2 separate regions of the Callithrix jacchus genome follow, and region 2 is linked to region 1. Evidence: chromatin contacts called from public Hi-C data. All regions are on one chromosome and are shown on one strand. Each heading gives the region's core, a stretch centred on a gene start, on an enhancer-like site or on the middle of the called end of the contact. The rest is flanking DNA. Distances are from core to core; before and after follow the strand shown. Region 1 has its middle 3.8 kb from the start of TRNAL-CAG. Region 2 holds the start of CCL17 (C-C motif chemokine ligand 17).

Evidence for each region. Hi-C and Micro-C count contacts between places; a contact is called where the count stands out from the background.
Region 2: a contact with region 1 is called in a Hi-C map of skeletal muscle, with 18 times the contacts expected there. The contact joins the promoter of CCL17 here to the enhancer-like site in region 1. A contact is called at or near these places in 3 of 3 Hi-C or Micro-C datasets (induced pluripotent stem cells and skeletal muscle).

What each region holds. Positions count from the first base shown.
Region 1 is chr20:15,182,953-15,188,265 of calJac240_pri, forward strand. No RefSeq gene overlaps it. Among named protein-coding and RNA genes, the nearest start is that of TRNAL-CAG, 3.8 kb to the left of the region's middle. Within about 2 kb of position 2,464, at least 2 of the 16 cell types and tissues checked have an H3K27ac peak or open chromatin away from gene starts, as enhancers often do.
Region 2 is chr20:15,288,758-15,294,070 of calJac240_pri, forward strand. It overlaps CCL17 (C-C motif chemokine ligand 17), which reads left to right and starts at 2,428. Exons shown (of 3, transcript XM_008985929.5): 1 at 2,428-2,562; 2 at 3,632-3,749; 3 at 4,386-4,685. The coding sequence starts at 2,493. The coding sequence ends at 4,506.

The DNA.
Region 1 (5,313 bases), core at 1,214-3,713:
ATTCCCTTTAAATGCTTGGAGCTTGGGATGGAGCCCCTTGGGGTGGGCAGAGGTCCTGGTTATTTGAAAGATGATGAAACCCTCTTCTTTCCCTGTCCCAGATGTCCTCTTCTCATTGACTGACAGAATTCTTTCCTTTAGGTTTAGCACTTAAACCCCCCCACTTTTTTTTTTGAGACAGAATCTCGCTCTGTCACCTGCAGTGGTGTGATCTCCGCTCACTGCAACCTCTGCCTCCTGGGCTCAAGCAATTCTCCTGCTTCAGCCTCCTGAGTAGCTGGAATTACAGGCACACACTACCAGGCCCAGCTAATTTTTGTATTTTTAGTAGTGACGGGGTTTCACCATGTTGCCTAGGTTGGTCTCGATCTCTTGACATTGTGATCTGCCCACCTCAGTCTCCCAAAGTGCTGGGATTACAGGTGTGAACCACCATGCCTAGCCTTGTGTCCTCTTCTAAAATACAAATTGCCCTGGAAGCTGGAAAGAAAGTCAACAAACATTTATTAAGCACTTGCTATGTGCCATTCTTCTGTATGCTGTGAACAAAACAGAATTTTACTCTCAAGATACATTCATACATGCATCGAAGTAAGAAGGATAAGAACCAAATGAACAAACACATTCAGGTGTTGGTAAGTGCTGGGTAGAGAACGCATCAGGAAACTCGAGAGACTTTGAAACAGGCAATAAAGATAACTGGATGTTCCGCCGGGATCACCCATCCAGCTATCTAATCCTTTAAGGGCTTGCACCTTTCATTATTCTTATGTCCAAATAATTCTTGTCCACAGAAATACAGGTGAATTTTGATAGGGTGGAATGCAATTGATCATTGCCCTGTGGATATTGACCAATTTTGCAATTTACTTATAAATTCATTTCAGCACTCCTGATTGCCAATATATGTGTGTCTTTGAATTCTCTTTTGAATTGGTTATAACATTGTACAGGTCCCTCTATTAATTAATGACTAAAATAAAACCTTTGACATGTGTTCATTTTATATGAGAATTATGATTTTATCTTAAAAATTATCCTTTTGGCCTGGCAAGGTGGCTCATGCCTATGATCCCAGCACTTTGGGAGGCTGAGGTGGGCATATCACAAGGTCAGAAGTTTGAGACCAGCCTGGCCAGCATGGTGAAACCCCATGTCTACTATAAATACAAAAATTAGCCAGGCATGATGGCATATGCCTGTAGTCCCAGCTACTCAGGAGGCTGAGAAAGGGGAATTGCTTGAACCTGGAAGGCAGAAGTTGCAGTGAGCTGAGATCATACTACTGCACTTCAGGCTGGGGGACAGAGCGAGACTGTCTCAAAAAAAAAAAAAAATATCCCTTTAACAGTGATCAAGAGTGACTGGGGCTCTCTTGGGCAGGGTGGTTAGGGAGGGCCTCTGTGAGGAACTGACACTGAGTTCAAAAGGAGAATGACAAAATCAAAGCTGCAGGTGACAGCATTGCAGATGAAAGATGTAGCCAGTGCAAAGACAGGAATCTTATCTGTTGGAAGGACAGCAAGGCCAGCGCGGCAGCAGTAAGGTGATGGGAAGGCTCAGGCCATATCACACAGGGCTGGAGTGCCAGTGAAAGGAGTTTGGATTTTCTTCTGTGATGGAGTAACTGGTGTGTTTTTGTTTATTGTTGCTGCTGTTTTGAGACAAGGTCCCGCCCTGTCGTCCACGTTGGAGTCCAGTGGCACAGTCTTGACTCACTGCAGCCTTAACCTCCTGGGCTCAAGCAATCCCTGCCTTAGCCTCCCGAGTAGCTGGGACTACAGGTGTGCACCACCACATTTGGCTACTTTTTGTAGAGACAGGATCTTGACATGTTGCCCAGGCTGGTCTGGAACTCCCAAGCCCAAGTGATCCTCTGGCCTTGTCCTCCCAAAGTGCTAGGATTATAGGTGTTAGTCACTGTGCCCAACCTGGAGTGTTTTAAGCAGGGGATTGGCATGGTCCTGAGGGCCCTTCCAAAACTGTCCCTTTGGCTGCTGTGTGGAGGATGGATGGGAGGCCAAGGGAAGAATTGGAAGTCCAGGGAGGAGGCCATGGCAGGAAGGATAAGAGATGATGGTAGCTGGACCAGGGAAGTGGAGATTGCAAAAGGTGGTAGAATTCAAGATTCAGGATGTGTTTTGAGGTAAAACAGACAATCCCTGCTGCTGGCTGGTATGTGTGTGGGACGTCCGGGCGGAAGGAGAGGGTATAGGGATGCAATAGGAAGTCACCAAGGCCATCGAGGAGCCAGATTTCTAGAAGCTCAGTTTCCCTTGGAGGCAAGAGCTTTGAAGCAGGGGCTGCTAGCTTCCCACTTTCACCCCATTTTACAGGCCAGGGAGGTGAGGCTTAGGTGGGCCGAGTGGCTTGATCCGGGTAGCCTTTCTGAGTGTACATCATTTTAGAGAGGAGAAAACAGAGGTAAAGCCAGAGCTGGAGCCGTGTCCAGCCCTGCTCTGCCTGCTGCCCTCCTGGCCTGCCTGGGAGAACAAGCTCCCTTGCTGGGGCTCAGCACTAGGTTCCCACACAGCCCTGTCTCCTGGATTTGGGGGGATGATCAGCTGTCCCCCCTCGACACTTTTCATATGGCAGCCTCCAGGCCTGGAGGAAGCCTAGCAGCCTCAGGTAGCTGAGACCAAAATTGGGAAGGGAGAAGGCCATCATTTCTGTTTATGTCCTGTTTCCTCCTTATCAGCAGCCTAGACACCAACAAAGAGCCGTGTGGGACAGGCCTCACTCATTCCCTACTCTGGGCATTTGTCCAGCTTGGGTGGATAAAGTCCCCTGAGTGCAGCTTGAAAAGACTGCATGCAGCTGGGGAAGTCCTGATGTGGCTCTTCCTGTGGCTTGCCCTACTTAGGACCGATGAAGTCAGATGGCCAAATGAGGACCCCGTGTTTGTCCAGCCAAAAAAGGGGGAATTCCTATCATTCCTGGGACTTCGGCACACATCACCAGGCCTGCCTGGAGAAATTGTGGCAAGAGCTGAGTGCTAGTGAATGCTTCCTTTCCATCCATGATCTCATTAATGTTCATCACAGCACCACAACACAGGTCATCATCACCCCATTTTATAGGAAAGTGAGACTCAGAGAGACCATGGGAATTACCCAGAGTCATACAGTTGGTAAGTAGAATTTGATTCATCTGGCTCAAAACTCCTCCTTGAGGCCAGGTGTGGTGGCTCACACCTGTAATCCTAACACTTTGGGAGGCTGGGGTGGAAGGATTGCTTGAGCCCAGGAGGTTGAGGCTGTAGTGAGCCGTGATCACGCCACCTCACTCCAGCCTGGGCAACAGAGTGAGACCCTGTCTCAAAAACAAAACAAAACAAAATCCCTTCTTGAAAACTACAGTGTACCTAGCATCATGCCCAGCAATTTCTTCACATTGTCTCCTTAGAAAAAGGCCACGAGGGCTGGCCAATTCACGAGGCAGGATGGACTTTGAGATGCCATTGTTAGTCCTGTTTTCATTACTGAAGGAGACTTAAAAGAAAGGGTAGGATTTTCCCAGGAAGGCAGGCCAAGTAGTACGGCCAAGATTGTGTGGTTCAGGCTCTGGTTTTCTTGGCTGAGGGTGGAGAGCAGAAGCCATGGGGTGCCAGGAACGAATGCCTGCCAAGGCCCTGGTTTGGACATCTTGACTCTGAGGGGAGAAGCGAGGCCAGCCCCAGGGGAATGGGGGAATCTGGAGGTGAAGTGGATGAGGCAGATGGAGATGTCTAACAGGACGGGTTGGGGGATGTTCGGTCTCTCTGGAACTGGAGCCAAAGACCCCAAGATCACCCTTGGCACGGAGGGAGTCAGGCGGCCCAATTTCTTGGTTGTGAGTGAATCACGTGGACAGTGAGCATTTCAGTGACAACTAGAATAAACCAAAGACCAGGAACTCACTCGAAAGTTCTCTGGACTGCTTCTGCCAGTGCCCCCTAAGCCTTTGGCCACTCTAGAAGGAGAACCTCGGGAATGGCCCACACGACAGCTTACACCCTGATAGGCAAAGAGTAGAGCGCCAATTTTTTTTTTTTTGAGACGGAGTTTCACTCTTGTCGCCCAGGCTGCAGTGCAATGGCGTAATCTTGGCTCACTGCGACCTTTGCCTCCCAGGTTCAAACAATTTTCCTGCCTCAGCCTCCTGAGTAGCTGGGATTACAGGTGCCTGCCACCACACCCAGCTAATTTTTTATTTTTATTTTTAGTAGAAACCAGGTTTCACCATGTTGGCCAGGCTGGTCTGAGTTACTTAAGTAACTCCCCTGAGGTCACAGAGCCATCAAATGGGCAGAAGCAGGATTTGAACTCAGGTGGTCCCAGAGTCCACACAGTCCACACTTGAATTAAAATTGGCTGGCTGGGAGCAGTGGCTCACATCTATAATCCCAGCACTTTGGGAGGCCTAGGTGGGTGGATCACCTGAGGTCAGGAATTTGAGACCAGCCTGGCCAACATGGTGAAACCCAGGTACAAGAAATGTCACAATGGGCCAGGCACAGTTAGTTGGGATGGCACCACTGCACTCTAGCCTGGGTGACAGAATCACCCAACTGAGTTCCCCATTTTCCCCATCTGTAAAATGGGCTTAGTGCTAGTACCTATCTCAGAGGATTTTGAGAAGATCAAATAAGTTAATACATGCTGAGCACTTAGGGTGTATGGAACAGAGTAAATGCTTTATGTGTTAGCCCCACAAAATAAAACAATGTGACTTTTTTTTTTTGAGACAAGATCTGATTCTGTCACCCAGGCTAGAGTGCAGTGGTGCCATCCCAACTAACTGCAGCCTTGACTTTCTGGGCTCAAGTGATCCTTCCACCTTGGCCTCCCGAGTAGCTGGCACTACAGGCACGTGCCACCATGCCTAATTTTTGAAGAAAAAAAAAAAAAACTGTGGAGATGGGGGTTTCAATATATTGCCTAGGCTGGTCTTGAACATCTGGCCTCAAGTACACCTTCCACCTCAGCCTCTTAAAGTGCTGGGATTATAGGCAAGGGCCACTGTGCCTGGCCCATTGTGACATTTCTTGTGCCTGGTGAATACTATGGGGCCAGTTTGACCTGCCAATCTGACTTTGTGGAGAGAACCTCCATCCTGCCCTCCCAGTGACCACCATGCATCCTGAATGCCTCACCTGAGTCAGCCGTGACCAGCTCGCTGACCTCTTCCCCCATCTTCATTTCCCAACTTCATTTTTCTGGTTTTCCAATACAAAGCATGCTTCCTCTGTAGGGTCTTTACACTGGCCATTTCCATCTTCTTCAAATGACTCTTCCTCAGCACGTGGCTAAAGCAGCCCCCACCTCCCCTCCC
Region 2 (5,313 bases), core at 1,178-3,677, 110 kb after region 1:
GGTGGGCAGAAGCCACCAGGCTGAGTGCATGAGGGCAGGATGGGCAAGAGGAGTGGTCGCAGAGGCGCTCCCTCCTGCCTCCTCCCGGACCCCAGGCCTGGCCCTGCACCTCTGGGCCCAGGCTCTGTCTCCAGGTCAGGGCCATCTGTGCCTGCACCCTTCCCCTGCCCAGCCAGCCTCCTTTGCAGGGGGACTCTGCAGGGAGCCACCCTGAGGTTGCCCCTCCCTTTTTCTGGGATGTTGGCACCCAGGAGGGGCCCAGGCAGGAAGAGCAGACTCCCCTCCCCCTCCTCTGCAAATGGAAGCCAGCCTTGGGCACAGGACAGGTGGCTGGGGGCAAAGAACCCATCTGGGCTGTGGCTTGAGGAGGGGGCAGGGTCAGGGTCTCTGGCAGCTGATGTGACCCCCAGAGAAGCAGAGAAATGCTGGTTCAAGGCCCACCAAGGCAGACCCCATTTTCCCGAGATCAACCGTCCTGAGGAGGCTGAGGTCCAGAGAGGGTCTGTGAGCTGCCTGAGATCACACAGAGGATCCTGCCCACAGAAAGATTCCTCATGGGCAAGGGAAGACCTGCTCCTAGGCATGGACGCAGCCCCAGCCTCCCAGGTTGCCCTTGTGAGGGGTGGGGAGAGGAGCACCTGGGGCTCCTCCCGAGGTCAAGGGTCCTTGTCTGGTTTCCTTTCATCGGAACCCCCCCTCCCCACCTGAAGACTGATGAGGTTAGCTCTGAGCGATGCTCCGGGAAAGTGGGGTTTCCACAGGTATCCCCAGAACGTAAAAACAAGAAACAAAAATCTCACGACACAGAGCGGCTGTTGCTGTTACCAGGACTGCTCATGAAAACGTAGTAATGATTCAGCGATCAACACAGGGACTGTGATCTCGCAGGACTGTGAGAGGGCGGAAGGCACCTGCGCTATGTTGCCGAGGGGGCACTGCTGTCATTTTGAGCTGGCCCTGGTCATGCAGGGACAGGGCAAAGCCAGGCCTAGGTCCCCCATGTAACAATCAGAGTCCAGGTGCTGCCCTGCCTTGAGCCGCCCTGCCCTGGTGCTGCCCACCTGGAGGGCATGGGACCCTCATTCTACTGAAGGGACGCCCATGCTCTGGCTCCCGGGAGCCCTCACAGGGTGACTGGCAATTTCCTCGGGTGGCCAGGTGCCTGACCCGTGTGCAGTGATGCTGTGGCCTGGGGCTGAGACCCTAGAGTCACAGATAAGCCAGTTCACCAACTTGATCTGCCGCCTTATGCCTGTAGTTCTTTTTTCAGCTCTGCCCCTACTGGAAAGTGGACTTGCGTTCTGTCATTGCCCTGCAATGGGCTGGGGTGCCAGGAAAGTCAGCTCAGGGCCTGGCTCAGGATGGATCCTGACCAGGCATCCAGTACGGACTCCGGGACACAGCTCTGCTAGAAGCGAGAAGCGGCATCTCCTACAGACCCCTTTGTTCTGTTCTGCATCTTTTTTTTTTTTTTTAAGACTCAGTCTCGCTCTTGTCCACCAGGCTGGAGTGCAATGGTGCGATCTCAGCCCACCGCAAACTCCGCCTCCTGGGTTCAAGCAATCCTCCTGCCTCAGCCTCCCAAGTAGCTGGGACTACAGGTGCCCACCACCACGCCCTGCTATTTTTTGTATTTTAGTGGAGACGGGGTTTCACCATGTTGGCCAGGCTGGTCTCGAACTCCTGACTTCAGGAGATCCACCTGCCTAGGCCTCCCAGAGTGCTGGGATTCCAGGCGTGAGCCACCGTACCCAGCTCTGTTCTGCATCTTAGTGTAAGGCAACCCATTTAGGGGAACGTGGTTTCCCGAGCTATTTGGATTGAATGGTGATCGAAGTACCACTGGGCTCTGGCCTCCTTCGGTCAGGGCCTAGCCTGGGGTGGGACAGGCAACCAAAGCTGCTCTGTGCCCTGGCTGGGCCTCAGTCTCTCTCAGAGGCAGATAAAGAATGGACCTCCCTGCAGAGTGATGCCCCTGTGCCCATGGCCCACAGCCAGTGTGGCCCCCAGTGCCCTGAATCTTGCCCACAGTCCAGGAGAAGAGCCCTGCTTGATTTCTGCTGGTTGACTCCCAACACCTCATCTCCCCCGACTCAGGCCGCCATGCATGAAGGATGCTTTCTAGCCACAGAGAGATGAACTCAGTTGTGGATGGAGGCTTTTCAATTCTAATAGAGGAACCAAGAAATGTCCCCTCTGAAAGGAGAAGTGTGTCACTGCATGGGCTCCAGACACATGTACCCCACCTCTGTCTCCAGTTGAGTGCCCATTCTCTGGAAATCCACAAACATTCCAAGAGCTGGACTTCTCCTGAATCATCTCAAATTCTTCAATCTCCACTGGTCTAGTGAAGGATGTGGGGAGGTGACAGAAGGCGGGGCAAGACCCCCAGGGAGGTTAAATTAGTCACTGCCACCCTCAACTCTCAGCAAGGGTGTCTCCCTGAGCAGAGGGACCTACATGCACAGACTCCCTCCTGGACTTCTGGCACCATGGTCCCACTGAAGATGCTGGCCCTGGTCACCCTCCTCCTGGGGGCTTCTCTGCAGCACATCCATGCAGGTGAGAGCAGGGAAAGGTGGCCAGGGGCAGGCACTGGGAGGACAGGAATTGGGGGCATGAAAACCACCAAAGCAACACACACACACACATTTGTGTATTGTTGACACCCCACCTACTCCCACCCCACAAAAAGACCTGAGAAGCCCACAGCACTAGGATTTTGAGGGAAACGAGCAGAGAAAAATGTCGATGGTGTTGATGATGTCCCAGCTCTTGCAGGTGGGCTTGGTAAGGACCAACATGAGCACATCTCGAGCTGCAATGGCTGTGAGGTTGGGATTCAACAGCTGTAGTTGTGCAATGGAAAAAGAAAGATTCTCAAAATTATTTATTAGCATCTATTTTATTAACAGGTTTTATGCACAATGAGAGAATCAGCATAAAGCTTCCAAGAGCATGTAAAAAAGAGTTTCTTTTTTTTGAGATGGAGTCTCTCACTCTGTCACCCAGGCTAGAGTGCAATGGCGTGATCTTGGTTCACTGCAACCTCTGCCTCCCAGGTACAAGCGATTCTCCTACCTCGGCCTTCTGAGCAGCTGGGATTGTAGGTACCTGCCACCATGCGGGGCTAATTTTGTGTTTTTTGTAGAGATGGGGTTTTAACATATTGGTCAGGCTGGTCTCGAACTCCTGACCTCAAGCAACCCACCAGACTGGGCCTCCCAAAGTCCTGGGATTACAGGCATGAGCCACTGCGCCTGGCCTAAAAAACAGATTCTTATATTAGGTTAGGAAAGGAAAGATGAAATAAGGTTGCCAGGCATAGACACACAGGACTACACACAGACACACACACACGTGGGCACTCACAGGACACACAGGATCCCCCACAGACACACTCAGACATACATACCCACAAACACACAGGATCCCCACAGCATACACAGAGGCCTCACACATACTGGTGTACATTCACACACACACATATACATAGGCAGTGACACATGCAGTCACCACACAGATGCACACGTGGACACGCACATGCCAACCTTCCACAGACACACCCAGGGCTCCCACAAAACACAGGCAGACACTCACAGACACCCCACCCTGCTTCCTCTCCCTGCAGCTCGAGGGACCAATGTTGGCCGAGAGTGCTGCCTGGAGTACTTCAGGGGAGCCATTCCCCTTAGAAAGCTGTCTACTTGGTATAGGACCTCCCAGGACTGTAACCGGAAAGCCATTGTGTAAGTGCCCCTGGTCCCACCCCTGCTTCTCTGGGCCAAGCATGGGGACAAGTGGACCCTGAAGCTCCCAGAAAGGCCACCGGGAAACAGGGATGATACAGTGGGGACCTTCCTCCCCAACCCCTACAGGCTCCTTGGGGCAGTTCATGCACCCATGCTGTGGGACCCAAAAGGGCTGCAGGGCATCAAGTCCAACCTGTTCCTTGATTGTGGTGAAATCGAGGCCCTGGGAGGGATGAACTCCCCAGGTCACACAGCTGGTCAGGGGCAATGCGGTCACCTCCCCTGGCCTGGGCCTGAGCCCTCCCCACAGTCCCCACGTCTCAGGCTCTAGGCCGTCTTGGGGCAGTCTGAGGGGTGGTAGTCTGAGCCCTCCCCACAGTCCCCACATCACAGGCTCTAAGCCATCTTGTGGCAGTCTGACAAGGTCCTGCAGCCCTGGCTCCCTGTGAGGGTCCAGATCACTCAGGACAGAGCCTGATGTCCCAGACCTGCCACCAAGGCCCCAGGTGACTACAGCAACTTCCTGCCCCTCTTGGAGTCTTGGAATCCTGCTCAGCACAGGATGGGGCCATCCTGGGGACTCTGGGGCCCTTCTCCCTCTGACATCCCTGGGAACATCCTCTCTCTGTGTAGGCTTGTGACCGTCCAGGGCAGGGCTATCTGTTCGGACCCCGAGGACCAGAGTGTGAAGAAGGCACTTAAATACCTGCGAAGCCTGCAGAGGTCTCGAAGCCTCCTCACCTGGGACTCCTGACTGTCTCCTGGGACCACCCGGTACCTCCAGCATCTGTGTTCACCACCCCAACCCCGAGTGCCTGGGTCCAAGGGAGGCCTTCCAAGGACAAAGAAGAGCCACACGGAGGAAGATCCCAACCCCTTGTCTGAACTGGAGCCTTGGGCACAGAAGGGCCCAGATTAAATTCTTTCTGCTCAGTCTGTGTCAGTGTGTCCGTCCCCACAGCGCAGGACGCGGTTCCACTCCCGCCTGTCACACTGGGAGGGTCCTCAGAGAACATCTGGTCCTTCCCTGCGCAGGTCGGAAAGAGAAACTGAGGCTGAGAGGGGCACGTGGCTTCCACAGACCACGAACCAGTGAGGGGAGGCCCTGGTGAGAGGCCCGGGCAGGGGCAGGGCTGGCAGGTTCCTGGGAGGCGGCAGCTGGATTCTCTGTCTGAGGTCTTCCAGTTTCTCCCCAGCCCAGTTCCTGCTCTTGCCCCACGTGGAGCTGGGGACAAGCTTCCTTGAGGTGCTGGAATCAATTCCACAGACTGGCCAGGACCCTCCCGCAGGCCGCAGCTCCGCCCAGTGCTGGGGAGCCCCCTGGCGGAGGGTGGGGGATCCTGCAGCCCCGTCCCTGCCTCCCCTGCACTCACTGCAGGCCCGCTGGCCCGGCTCCTCCGGGTCCTGGCTCCCTCTCCCCACTCAAACTGCAGACCAGCTCCGGGGCGAGCCGGCTCTGTGGGTCCTGGGCCCTTATGCGGGCCCTGGGTCCTCTGCCTGCAGCTACCCTCCCAGCCCCCTCCAACCGCAGGTAGGAGGGTGCCAAGCGGCCGCCGTTCCT